Regions from separate parts of the Urocitellus parryii genome. Here region 1 is linked to region 2. A link is a contact called in public Hi-C data. All regions are on one chromosome and are shown on one strand. Each heading gives the region's core, a stretch centred on a gene start, on an enhancer-like site or on the middle of the called end of the contact. The rest is flanking DNA. Distances are from core to core; before and after follow the strand shown. Region 1 holds the start of Commd3 (COMM domain containing 3). Region 2 holds the start of Dnajc1 (DnaJ heat shock protein family (Hsp40) member C1).

Region 1 (5,268 bases), core at 718-3,217, 240 kb after region 2:
ATGTTTAATCCTGTGCCTTCTTTGAAGGTAGTTGAAATAAATGTACCTGCAGCAGGAAAATGCAGTTTTTCCAGCATCAGAAAAGTATGTTTAAAATTTTTGTGTGAGCTGGAAATGTACCCAGCACTTGGGCCTAACACATGAATATATTCAGGCAGAAAAGTACAAACATCCTCTAAAAGAAAGTACTTACATATGGGCAAGAGAGTAACAGGACAGTTATTATGGAAACAATCCTCATGAATTTCCTAAGTTCTATGCCCACAAACTCACAACCACTTGTGTTTACTCTTCTCTTTTAAAATAACATTTAAAAATCCATGCTCAGGCATTAGTACTTTCTTGTTTGACACTAAATTAAATATGATTAGAGTTCTAGACTCAAATTCTACTAGGGTATTAACAATCAGTACTATACTGGGTCATAAAACATGTGTAATAAACATAATGAGGTTGGGTGTTAATATTGTTTAACATTTACACAGTTCTTCTCTGCAAAATATTCCCTGTGTAAATCAGATTAGTGGAAACTTTTCAACTGACAGTTTACTACGGATGAGAAGTAAGGAATTTAGAAAGAAAATGAGAGATGGGAAGAAAAGATGAACATGATTAATAGGTGTTTGTCTCATAAAGACCTTAGGGGGACTTTTAAACCTTTCATTGCTGCTATACTCTCTCCAAGTGCACGTGCCTTTCAAAGCTTTCAAAGTAGGACTGAGTAGTTACTCAACCTGTTACTGACGCTAAATTATTCCATTTGCGTCCCATTACTGTGAAATGAATTACTCACTACATATTGATGCAAGATTTAATTTTGGCTGTATTCATTAAAAATGTTTTCCCAAATAGGTACCAAATTATGCCAAAGAAGAAAAGGTTTCACCTTGACTCTAACGTTGCAAATAATCTCCCCTGAAGACTAAAACACATTTCTTGTTCCGTAGCCCTTCCCTCCATCCTTCAAAAACTTGTAGTTTTTACTTTTCCAGTTCTAATAATATAATAATAACAACAACCTAATTTACTTTACTTCGCTTTTTTTTTTTTTTTTTTTTAAAGAATCTCTGCTGCTCTCCAAACCAACTTTGTCGAAATACAGGGGAAGTTAAACTTTATACAGAATTTAAATCTTTAAAGTTATGGATATCTGAGACAGCAACTCACTTCTAATAAAGATCCTGCCATTACAAGCCGTACTTTACTAACAAGTGTCTTAATATATATTTATGAAGATTCGATTGAGTAATTAAACCTGGACCCACAGATGTACTGAATTCAGTAGCACAAATTTGTCTTGCAGTTTGCCTTCGAAAGGTGTTTATTTGCAGTGGTATATAATTTTTAAAATAATCCGGTCAAATCTGTTCATGAATAATTTATTAATCTCCCAATTGTTGAAGAACGGTACGCTCACGCGCGCTCTTTATGGATGTAGCTCTGTGTACACACACACCACGCAGGAAAGAGATGACAAGGGAAAGGTGAAAACAAACCAGATGTCTACGGTCTCGCTCCTAAAAGGGCAGTGCTTCATAGTCCAACTGGTGAGTTACAAAACCCCACAAAAATAAACAAAACCAGCTGCCTTAAATCGCGGCTCCCCGCAGGATTTCGCGCTGGGTGAGGAGCCGCGAGGGCGTAGTTGGCCGGGAGGTGGGGGCCGGCCCGGACGCGGTCCGCCACCTCCCCAGGGGCTTTCGGGGAACCTAGCGGTGACCACCCTGTGTGAGCGCCGAGTGGAGAGAAAGCGCCCAGCGCGTTCACAAAGCGCCCGTGGCCGCCCCTCTAGCGGAGGCTCTGCAGCTCCAGCGGCTGGCTCAGAAGGAAGGGCTGGACGGAAGCGGGGGCTGGGGGCGCGGAGGCCGCCGGGCAGGCGGGGAGGCCCGGGGCGGGGAGGCCCTGCAGCCCGCGCCGCCGCCCCGAGCCGCGTGCGCGCGCGGCCGCATCAGCTGAGCGCGCGGCGCGTGTCACGTGGTGCGCATGTCGAAGGTCACGGCGCGCTCACAATGGAGCTCTCGGAGTCTGTGCAGAAAGGCTTCCAGATGCTGGCTGATCCCGGCTCCTTTGACTCCAACGCCTTCACGCTTCTCCTCCGGGCGGCTTTCCAGAGCCTGCTGGACGCCCAGGCGGACGAGGCCGTGTTAGGTAAGCAGCTCGACTCGGAGCTGGATCGGCCTGGGTGGAGGGGGCGCTTGGAGGAGAAGAGCGAGAGGGGGAAAGCCCCGGGAAGAGGAAGTCTCCGGGCTCTGCCCTTCGCTCCGGACGGAGTGTGGAGACGTGACTCTTCCAGGACCCAGAGCGGACCCTGAGCATTGTTCTGTCCCCTCTTGGCACCTGCACACAGCCGGGTACACGTTCTTGGCCCGATTTCCCTCCCAGTCTCTTTGTTCCTTTCTTCGTAAAGCCCGTGTTCAAGTCTTGTTTGTGGCCTAAACATCTAAGGTTTTCAGACTGGTCTGAGACAGTGGCTCTTTTGACACTTGGACTTCATCAGAGGAGCTCCTTGTAATTCAAGCTTCCTGGACTAGGCTAGCAAAGGTTTAAAAGGTCTCTTCCCTAAGCATTTACTAGTTCAAGTAGTGTTGACATATTCCGACCAGGAGAATACCTCGGGTTCCTATTATCTCTCCAACACTCCTGCTCAGTGTGTTTTACACCGGTTCTTCCCCTAGATCCCTTAAATAGGATGCATAATGTTTTGTTCCGCACCAGTTACCAGAAGGCGAGTCTCTTAAGAGGTCTCATCAGCGATTGCGGAGTGCAGTGTCAGTATGGACTAGGAGAATATTTTAAGACAGACCGCTTTTAGATAATTTTCTTAAATGTATCAACAATTCAAATTTTTGTGTTTTTTTCCCTGTAGTTCATGAACTAGACACTTGTGCAAAAAAATATGAAAGTGGAAGTTCTTCAAACTAAAATAGTAACCACCACCTGGGTAAATCTCAAAAGGAAAAAAAAAGATGACTGTCAAAACCTGAAAATACTGTTGGAATTTTGAAATTTCTATTTTATATTCTGAATTCATGCTCTCCTTTCCACCTCTCTTGATGTATTAATGTCCACGGAGCCATTTACCCTAAAGTTTCATTATTTTTAGAGTGAAAGTTATCATAAAATTTTCATCATGTAAAATGTTTATCTTGTTTTTCCCTTTGAATTTACTTCAGTGTTAGAATGACCACTGTATAGTTATTTTTTCTTTGGGAGCCATGTTTTTTAAAAATAATAAAATGCTAAGGCAAAAGAAGGTAATTGAAAACAGATTAAAGGCAGGATTATTGATGTGTTCTCTTTATTGTTTTGCAATTGACCTTGCAGCTCATCTCATTTCCATAAAATTGACAGTTCCTAAAGTTGAATTATTTTTGTTATCTTGTTAAAGGGGATTTTTATCTAAATTAAAATATCCTTTTTGGAAATATGACTGTAAAGAACTTATTATCACAGGCATCATTGGCAATTAATTCATTTTAGATCACCCAGACTTGAAACATATTGACCCTGTGGTTTTAAAACATTGTCATGTGGCAGCTGCAACTTACATACTGGAGGCAGGAAAGCACCGAGCTGACAAGTCAACTCTAAGGTACAGGATTTATTTAAATACTCATTTATTTTCAAATAATATCTTTATGATTGCAATTTCAGTTTTTAAAATGCAGACTAAACTTTGGCATTTCCCTCCCTCTAGCACATATCTAGAAGACTGTAAATTTGACAGAGAGCGAATAGAACTGTTTTGCACAGAATATCAGGTTTCTTACTTTGAATTTTTAAATTAACAATTACCACTTTTTCTTTTTCACTATTTACAAAGATGTGTTTTCTTTTTCTTTTTTTCCCCTCTCCCCAGAATAATAAGAATTCTCTAGAAATCCTACTGGGAAGGTAGGTTCTGTATAAGGTGTCAAGCTGAGGCACTTTTCACTTGCAGGTATGAATGGAGAATGCTGGTGTGAAACAAAATAATGCAAAAAAACTGGGATCCTGACCCAAAGAAAAAGGCCAAAGGGCAAATGAAACAATTGAAGTTAAGCTAATGTTTTAAAGATAAAAGATAATTGAGATAATTTTATAATGCTTTTACTCTTTAGAATTTGAAATGAAGTTTAACAATGTTTTAAATTCAGAATGGATTAAAAGGAGATGAGGAAGTGGTAGACATTCTTAGCAAAAGATAAATACTGAAAAGTTTTCTGTAGATACCATATACAATTATCATTGTATCTTTCAGTATAGGTAGATCTCTCCCTCATATAACTGATGTTTCTTGGCGCTTGGAATATCAGATAAAGGTAAAGTTTAGCAAACTGTTCTCCAAAGGGATTTAGGGAACTTTTTAGAAATAATTACTAACATGTACATGTTGTATTGTTTTAGACCAGTCAACTTCATAAAATGTACAAACCTGCATATTTGGTGACGTTAAATGTAGAGGTATGTATGGACAACCCCTGTCTAAAAATGAAATATGTAATGAAAATTTAAATTTTCTTGATTTAAATAAACAGCATTTTTTCTTCCCTAGAACACTGATTCCCAATCCTACCCAGAGATTAGTTTTAGTTGCAGCATGGAACAATTACAGGTACAGTATTAGTATCTTTGAATATGCTCCTTTATAAAGAGAATTATGGTGTGGAAAGTTTAATAGAGAAATAACCAGTTGTCAGCAGATAAATGACTCTTGGTTAAGAAGAAGATGAGAAAGGGGCTTGAAAAGCAATATTTTAACATGGACTTCACTTTGGAAATGAAGATGTTACTAGTAGTCTATAGTGCTCTTCCTTCTAATTAAAAAATATTTCTAAAGTGTAATGTTTAGTGTAAATTCCTGCAATTCATGAGGTTGATTAAGTAAGATACAGTAAAATTAAAAGCATGACTTTGAAAATATCTTCTTTCCTCTCAGAAATTGAATTAAACTTCAAAATTGGGTTGTTAAGCAGCAGTTTTAAATGATTTTTATGAAAAGTATGATGTTAAAATTTTATACTGCCAGTGTAAGATTGGGAAAATTGAAAAGTACATTGATTGATGGGCATAACAACGAATTTATTTCTTAGTACTTAAAAAATGCAGATCAGTCTTGGAAACTTAGATAAAAATGAAACTTTCAAAGACATGTCCTGCAGTCATCTCAATGTAACAAACTTTAAACTTTCTACACACACACACACACACACACACACACAGCATAACCTTCGTTAGATAACTTGAGACATTTAATTTAGATACACCGTGCAGTTAAGAGGATTCCAT
Region 2 (5,751 bases), core at 1,380-3,879:
GTAGTTACCAAGAGACCTCTTAGCTAAGGCTTGAAAGTTATACATTAAAGACCTCAAACAGGCTGCATTTGTCTCTACCAAATATTTGGTCTCTGAAAGATTTCCAAGAAAAGTTAAGATTCAAATAAGGAACTTGTTCCAATCCATTTCTCTGATTAAAAGTTTCTTCTCACTTTCTGTCCAATTTCAATATAGTAGGAGAGAGAAACACAAATTAAAATAATTTTCTAAATTATTCTTTTCAATTCTACCTCGACAAAGAATCTTTTCCATTATCAATGCTTCTTTACTTCCCCATGTTTGCTCATACATTGAAGTGCTCTGGTTGTTCACACTGCTGAAGTAACTGAAAATTAAGCTTCATGAAATTATAAATGAAAACTATGAGAGTGCACATGCAATGCTGGATTACACAATTGGAAATTTTAAGCCCCTACTTCTAAAATTTTGTATACCTTAATCTCCAAGAATAACTGTAAAGCATCTTCAAGATTTTTTAAAATTAGGTTATGTATAAGCTACAGAATTTACCAATTAATTCTAAATAATTATTCTCTATATTAAAGGACTTCTCAAAAATTAGTCTTCAAACTTAGCTTAACTTGGGCTGGGGGTGTGGCTCAAGCGGTAGCCCACTCGCCTGGCATGTGTGCAGCCCGGGTTCGATCCTCAGCACCACATACAAAGATGTTGTGTCCGCCAAAAACTAAAAAATAAATATTAAAATTCTCTCTCTCTCTCTCTCTCAAAAAAAAAAAAACTTAGCTTAACTAATTATTATTACACATATTGCATCGTCATTTACTTTGAAATGACAAATATTTTGGAGCAGGAAATGGCACCAGATGACACTTCATAGTATTACAAAATTATTTGCAGATTAGAATTTTAAGAGTAAAATACTTTTGTTCTTTATAATTCTCAAAAATAAAAATTGTTAAACTCATGGTGCCATGACAACCTAGCAATTTTAGATTCAATGATGAAAATGCAATGCTGGAAAATTAAATTTCCACTTAATTGATTTAAATGAAAAATTAAATTTCCATTTAAAAGTTCAACAGTTCACCCAAACTTTTAGTAATCTAGGGGGGAATGTGCATTTCATCTAGTTAGTTAAATTCATCTTGAATGACAACTGTTGGTAAATTTCCTTTTTTCCCCCTGCTCGCATAACTATTTAAAGCATTGTATAAAGGACTAAAATGAGATTGTGTGAAATTCTTTCACTCTCCACAATTCTGAAGTCAGTGAAAAGTCATCTTTTTCTTGGCACAAAGTTTCATGTAGACTGAATAATTACCTTCACTCTTCCACCCTAGATGGTAGAAATAAAGGGCAACAAACGGATTTCACAAGTTAACGTTTCAAGCTAAACGAAAGGAAACCAAAGGAAAGACAAAGTAACAGATTCTGCGATAATAGCTGAGCATCTCTTCCAGCAGCACCCCAAGTAATCTACTGCCTTGAAAGTTTCATGGCTTCTCCTGTGAGTCCCAGGACCAACCTGGTGAAGGCTTCAATTCCTCCAGATTTCTAAACTGTGATAGGAACCCCTATCCAACAGGCTGAAAAGATTACAAAGTACAGTGCAAAACAAACACTTCTGCTATACAAACACTGGTCAAAATGCGAGCCTATGTTTCCCAGAAAGGAAGAGGAAAGGAGGCAGATGAAATAAGAATAAAAACCTCTACCCGCACTACTTTTCCTTCTTCCTCCTGTACAGTGGGAATGGGGACGGGGGAGAGGATCCTGCCCAGAATGCCAGAGCAAAGAGGAGGTATCACCACCGTCCAGCCTGTCACTGAGACCGGAACTTGAGAAGTTGGAACAAGGGTGAAAAACTGGAAAAGTGAACGAAACCCTTGCCACGCTACAGTTCCGAGGAGACGCCGGTGAATTGGGCTGAGGATGGCAGCAGAGCCGGGAGTGAGCACATCCAGTCCCCGGTATCCGGCTCCCTCGGAGGAACAGGATCAGAGTCCGCCTCCGCGCGCCTGTCCGCCCGGACCCGCGCGCTTTCGCTCTTACCTGCTGCACCCCGAGGAACTGGTAGAAGTTGAGCTGCACCTCCTCCACCAAGTCAAACAACTCTAGGTCGCCGCTCTCCCAGCCGCGCGCCGGCACCGCGGCCGCCAGCAGCAGCAGCGGCAGCAGCAGTGGGCACCGCGGCAGCGGGGTCGAGAACCGCACGAGCCTGCGGCGCTGAGGAACCCGCGCCAGCCCGGAGCTGGGAGCAGACATCGCTCGGGGCTCGGAAAGGTCACCCGCCACGCAGTGCTGTCGGCCGAGACCCAAGACGTGGCGGGCAGCGCCGGCTGTGGGAGCTGTGCCTGTCAGTCAGAAGAGCGGGCAGCCTCTCGAGAGTCACCAGCCAGGCGGCCGGTGCCAGCTGGAGCACAGGAACGGTGGGAGCGGACGACCGGACCCGCGGGTGCGCGGGCGGGGCCGCAGCCGGCTCTCCCTTCCGGGGACCCTCACCCACAGGCCTACAAACAGCTGGAGAGCCAGCGCCTGGGCGCTGAGGTTTCAGAGGGGGAGAGGCTTCCCCTCGCCTCAGCCTATCGCAGGCCTCGCTTCCGGTGACATCACGTTTCCTAGCAACTGCGGAGAGGGGCGGGGCCGGAAGTAAGGACGCTAAGCGCCCCAGATCTAGGCCTCCCGGAGAGTTGTCTCTGGCGCTTGCGCTCAGCTAGGAAGTGTAAAGTGTGTTTACACAGGTCTTTTAAAAGATTGGACAGTTAAACATCACGCATCCACCAGGAAGATCCCACCTGTAGGTTTCCGTTTTGCCCTCCCCTATTGAACACTAAAAGCATAAAGAAGCCTGAATATCGATTGTAGCTTTTATTCCATACAGCACAGGTAGGAGGAATTGAACCAATACCTAAAACAGGAGACAAACGTAGTGAGTAGTCTACAGTTTTTTTGTTGTTGTTTCATCTCCAGTCTTGTCTTTTTTTTTTTTTTTTTTTTTTTTGAGACAAGTCTCATTGACTTGCTTAGAGCCTCACTAAGCTGCTGAGGTAGCTTCCAACCTGCCATCCTCCTGCCTCAGCCTTCACAGCTGCTAGGATCACAGATGTGCGCCAAGACACCAGTTTTAGGGTATCTTTTTGAGAGAAGAAACAGAAAAGGAATCCTAACCAAGACAAAAAGTATAGCTCAAATTATGAATTAAGATTTACCAGCATAACACCATAAAATAGGCAATTGGGAGAATTCACAATGGTGACTCAATCATAGTCTCAGAAGTGTAGTTTATCCACTTTGGAGTTCTTTTCTTGATTGAGAAAAGAAAGACATCTAGGGCTAAAAACCTATTTTTTTCTTTTTTTCCGTAACAATGTCTCACCTTCTGGTCTTGTGTTGTTTCTGTTCAGTGCCTTTTAAATATTTTTCCTCCACCACTATTGTTCTCTTATGTAAACTTTATTTCATTTTACCTTTCTCACATTTCTCCTCTCTCATTTCCTACTGTTATTGAAAAAGTAAGTGCAAACAAACAAACAAAAAGCTTGCCTAAGTTGAAGTGCTTGAGTTAGATAAATTTGGTCCCTTGCTTTTTCACTTCTTGGATCTGGCCTTTTAAATCTAGCACAACAGGGTTATTGTTGTTATAGTTGTTGTTGTTGTTATTATTATTATTATTATTATTAGGTATTGGGGATTGAACTCCAAGTGCACTTGAGCACTGAGCTACATCCCCAGCCCTATTTTGTATTTTATTTAGAGACATCTCACTGAGTTGCTTAGTGCCTTGCTTTTACTGAGGCCGGCTTTGAACTCATGACCCTCCTGCTTCTGCCTCCTGAGCTGTTGGAATTACAGGCAAGTGCCACTGTGCTATCCTCAACAGGATGATTATAACCCTACTTTTGCTTTCATAGTAAGAATAAATTATGTTTGATAAAAGTTAAAGACTATTAGGTTGCAACTCTTAGGACTTAGCATAGAGTTTGAATAATTTTTAAATGTTATAAACAAATGCAAGTATATCTTGCTTTAAAATAATACATATTCTTGAATTCACCATATTTTAATCTATCATGAAATTGGCCTTTCAAAGATGCCAGAGCAGGAGTGTCTAAGTCTTCTGTAGCTGCTATAACACAATATTTCAGACTGGGTGACTTACACAACAGTATTTCACAACAGTTCTGAAATTTGGGAAGTCCCAGGTCATGGTGCCAGCATGCCTAGGTTGTGGTAAAGAGCCCCTGTTTCTCAGTTGGCTGCCTTCTTGTTATATCCCCACATGGCCAGGAACAGTGAGGGGTACAGAGACATCTTATATTTCATATAAAAAGGCACTAATTCCTCATAAACTCCTATAAACCATCCAAGGACCCCACCGCCAAATTCCATGTCATTGGAGATAAGGGCTTCAGCATATGACTTTCAGGAGGACACCACATTTAATTCATAGTAAGAGATACTACCTTGTCTGTGTATCTCCAGTGCTGAGCATAATGTATAGTATCTGACAGTAACCAATTAGTTGAGATGAATCTTGCAAATACCTGCTACCACATTTTCCTTACTATGATTTTTAGGTTTTTTTTTTCTTGTGATGTATAAGTTTTCTTAAAGGAAAAGTCATCTTCACCAAGTCCCTAAATAAACATCAAAATAATCTGAAAGCTATGGTGTTAAGCATTACTTTTATGTAACATCCTAGCATCCATATTTTCTTATTTAATCATTAGATGATAAAATAAGAAGTGCAACATAACATTTGAAACTGGTACCATATTGCCACAAATCCAGGAATCTTACCCTGATCTTTTGGGAGCTATTATTTCCCTCTTGATCTGTAACCTTATATTGTCAAAGTTCTGCCAGGGACATATTCTATCTACACGGAGACCATCCCTTTTTAGGGCTAAGCAGACACAAAATTGGCATCTCTTCAGTATAGTGCTTCTCACTGACATAAGGTATTTCTCTTGAAGATTCCTTTTCCTCAGTTCCAATAACACTAGTCCACTCTGAGATGATGTACTTGCTGGTCCAGGACCCTGCCAAAATCACAGTGACATTCATGTTATAAACTCTTAGTTTGGCATCTTCACATACTTAGTCATTATGCCACAAGGAACTATGCATTGAATGACTCTTCTTTTGCTAATGCCTGAACTTAATGAACTTATCACCATGAGCTGTTTTCTTTCTTTTTTTTTTTTTAGAGAGAGTGAGAGAGGAGAGAGAGAGAGAATTTTTAATATTCATTTTTTAGTTCTTGGCGGACACAACATCTTTGTTGGTATGTGGTGCTGAGGATCGAACCCGGGCCGCACGCATGCCAGGCAAGCGTGCTACCGCTTGAGCCACATCCCCAGCCCCATGAGCTGTTTTCTTCACCTGTCACATTCACTGATTCTGGCCCCGGCCCCATCAAGCTTGTTCTGAGTAGAAAAAAAAGAAACCAGAAAAACATTCATAGTCATGTGAGTTGTGTCATGTGGAAACATAGGAAGCCCCAAACATATAACCAGTTTTCCCACAAGACATTTGTTGAGGAAGTTGAGAGGCTGGGCCTAATAACTAGAATAAAATCACCCCACATTCTACCAGCATGTAGAACTAACTCTACCAGAAGGAAGAATCTGTCTCGAATACACAGGTATTCTCTCTACTCTAGACATTTGCAAATATTTCTGAAGTTATATGAATAGGAGGCTAACAAAGTTTAAAACCTCTCAAAGACAAAACTGAATCTCCAGGACAGAGGAGATAGTCACCTTC

What was found. A called contact is a pair of places that touch in the nucleus more often than the background predicts.
Region 1: a contact with region 2 is called in a Hi-C map of muscle, with 5 times the contacts expected there. The contact joins the promoter of Commd3 here to the promoter of Dnajc1 in region 2. A contact is called at or near these places in 2 of 2 Hi-C or Micro-C datasets (liver and muscle).

The regions. Positions count from the first base shown.
Region 1 is chr9:63,989,263-63,994,530 of mUroPar1.hap1, forward strand. It overlaps Commd3 (COMM domain containing 3), which reads left to right and starts at 1,968. Exons shown (of 8, transcript XM_026402374.2): 1 at 1,968-2,148; 2 at 3,481-3,592; 3 at 3,698-3,761; 4 at 3,860-3,894; 5 at 4,241-4,301; 6 at 4,387-4,443; 7 at 4,535-4,594. The coding sequence starts at 2,010.
Region 2 is chr9:63,747,151-63,752,901 of mUroPar1.hap1, forward strand. It overlaps Dnajc1 (DnaJ heat shock protein family (Hsp40) member C1), which reads right to left and starts at 2,630. Exons shown (of 12, transcript XM_026402388.2): 1 at 2,035-2,630. The coding sequence starts at 2,247.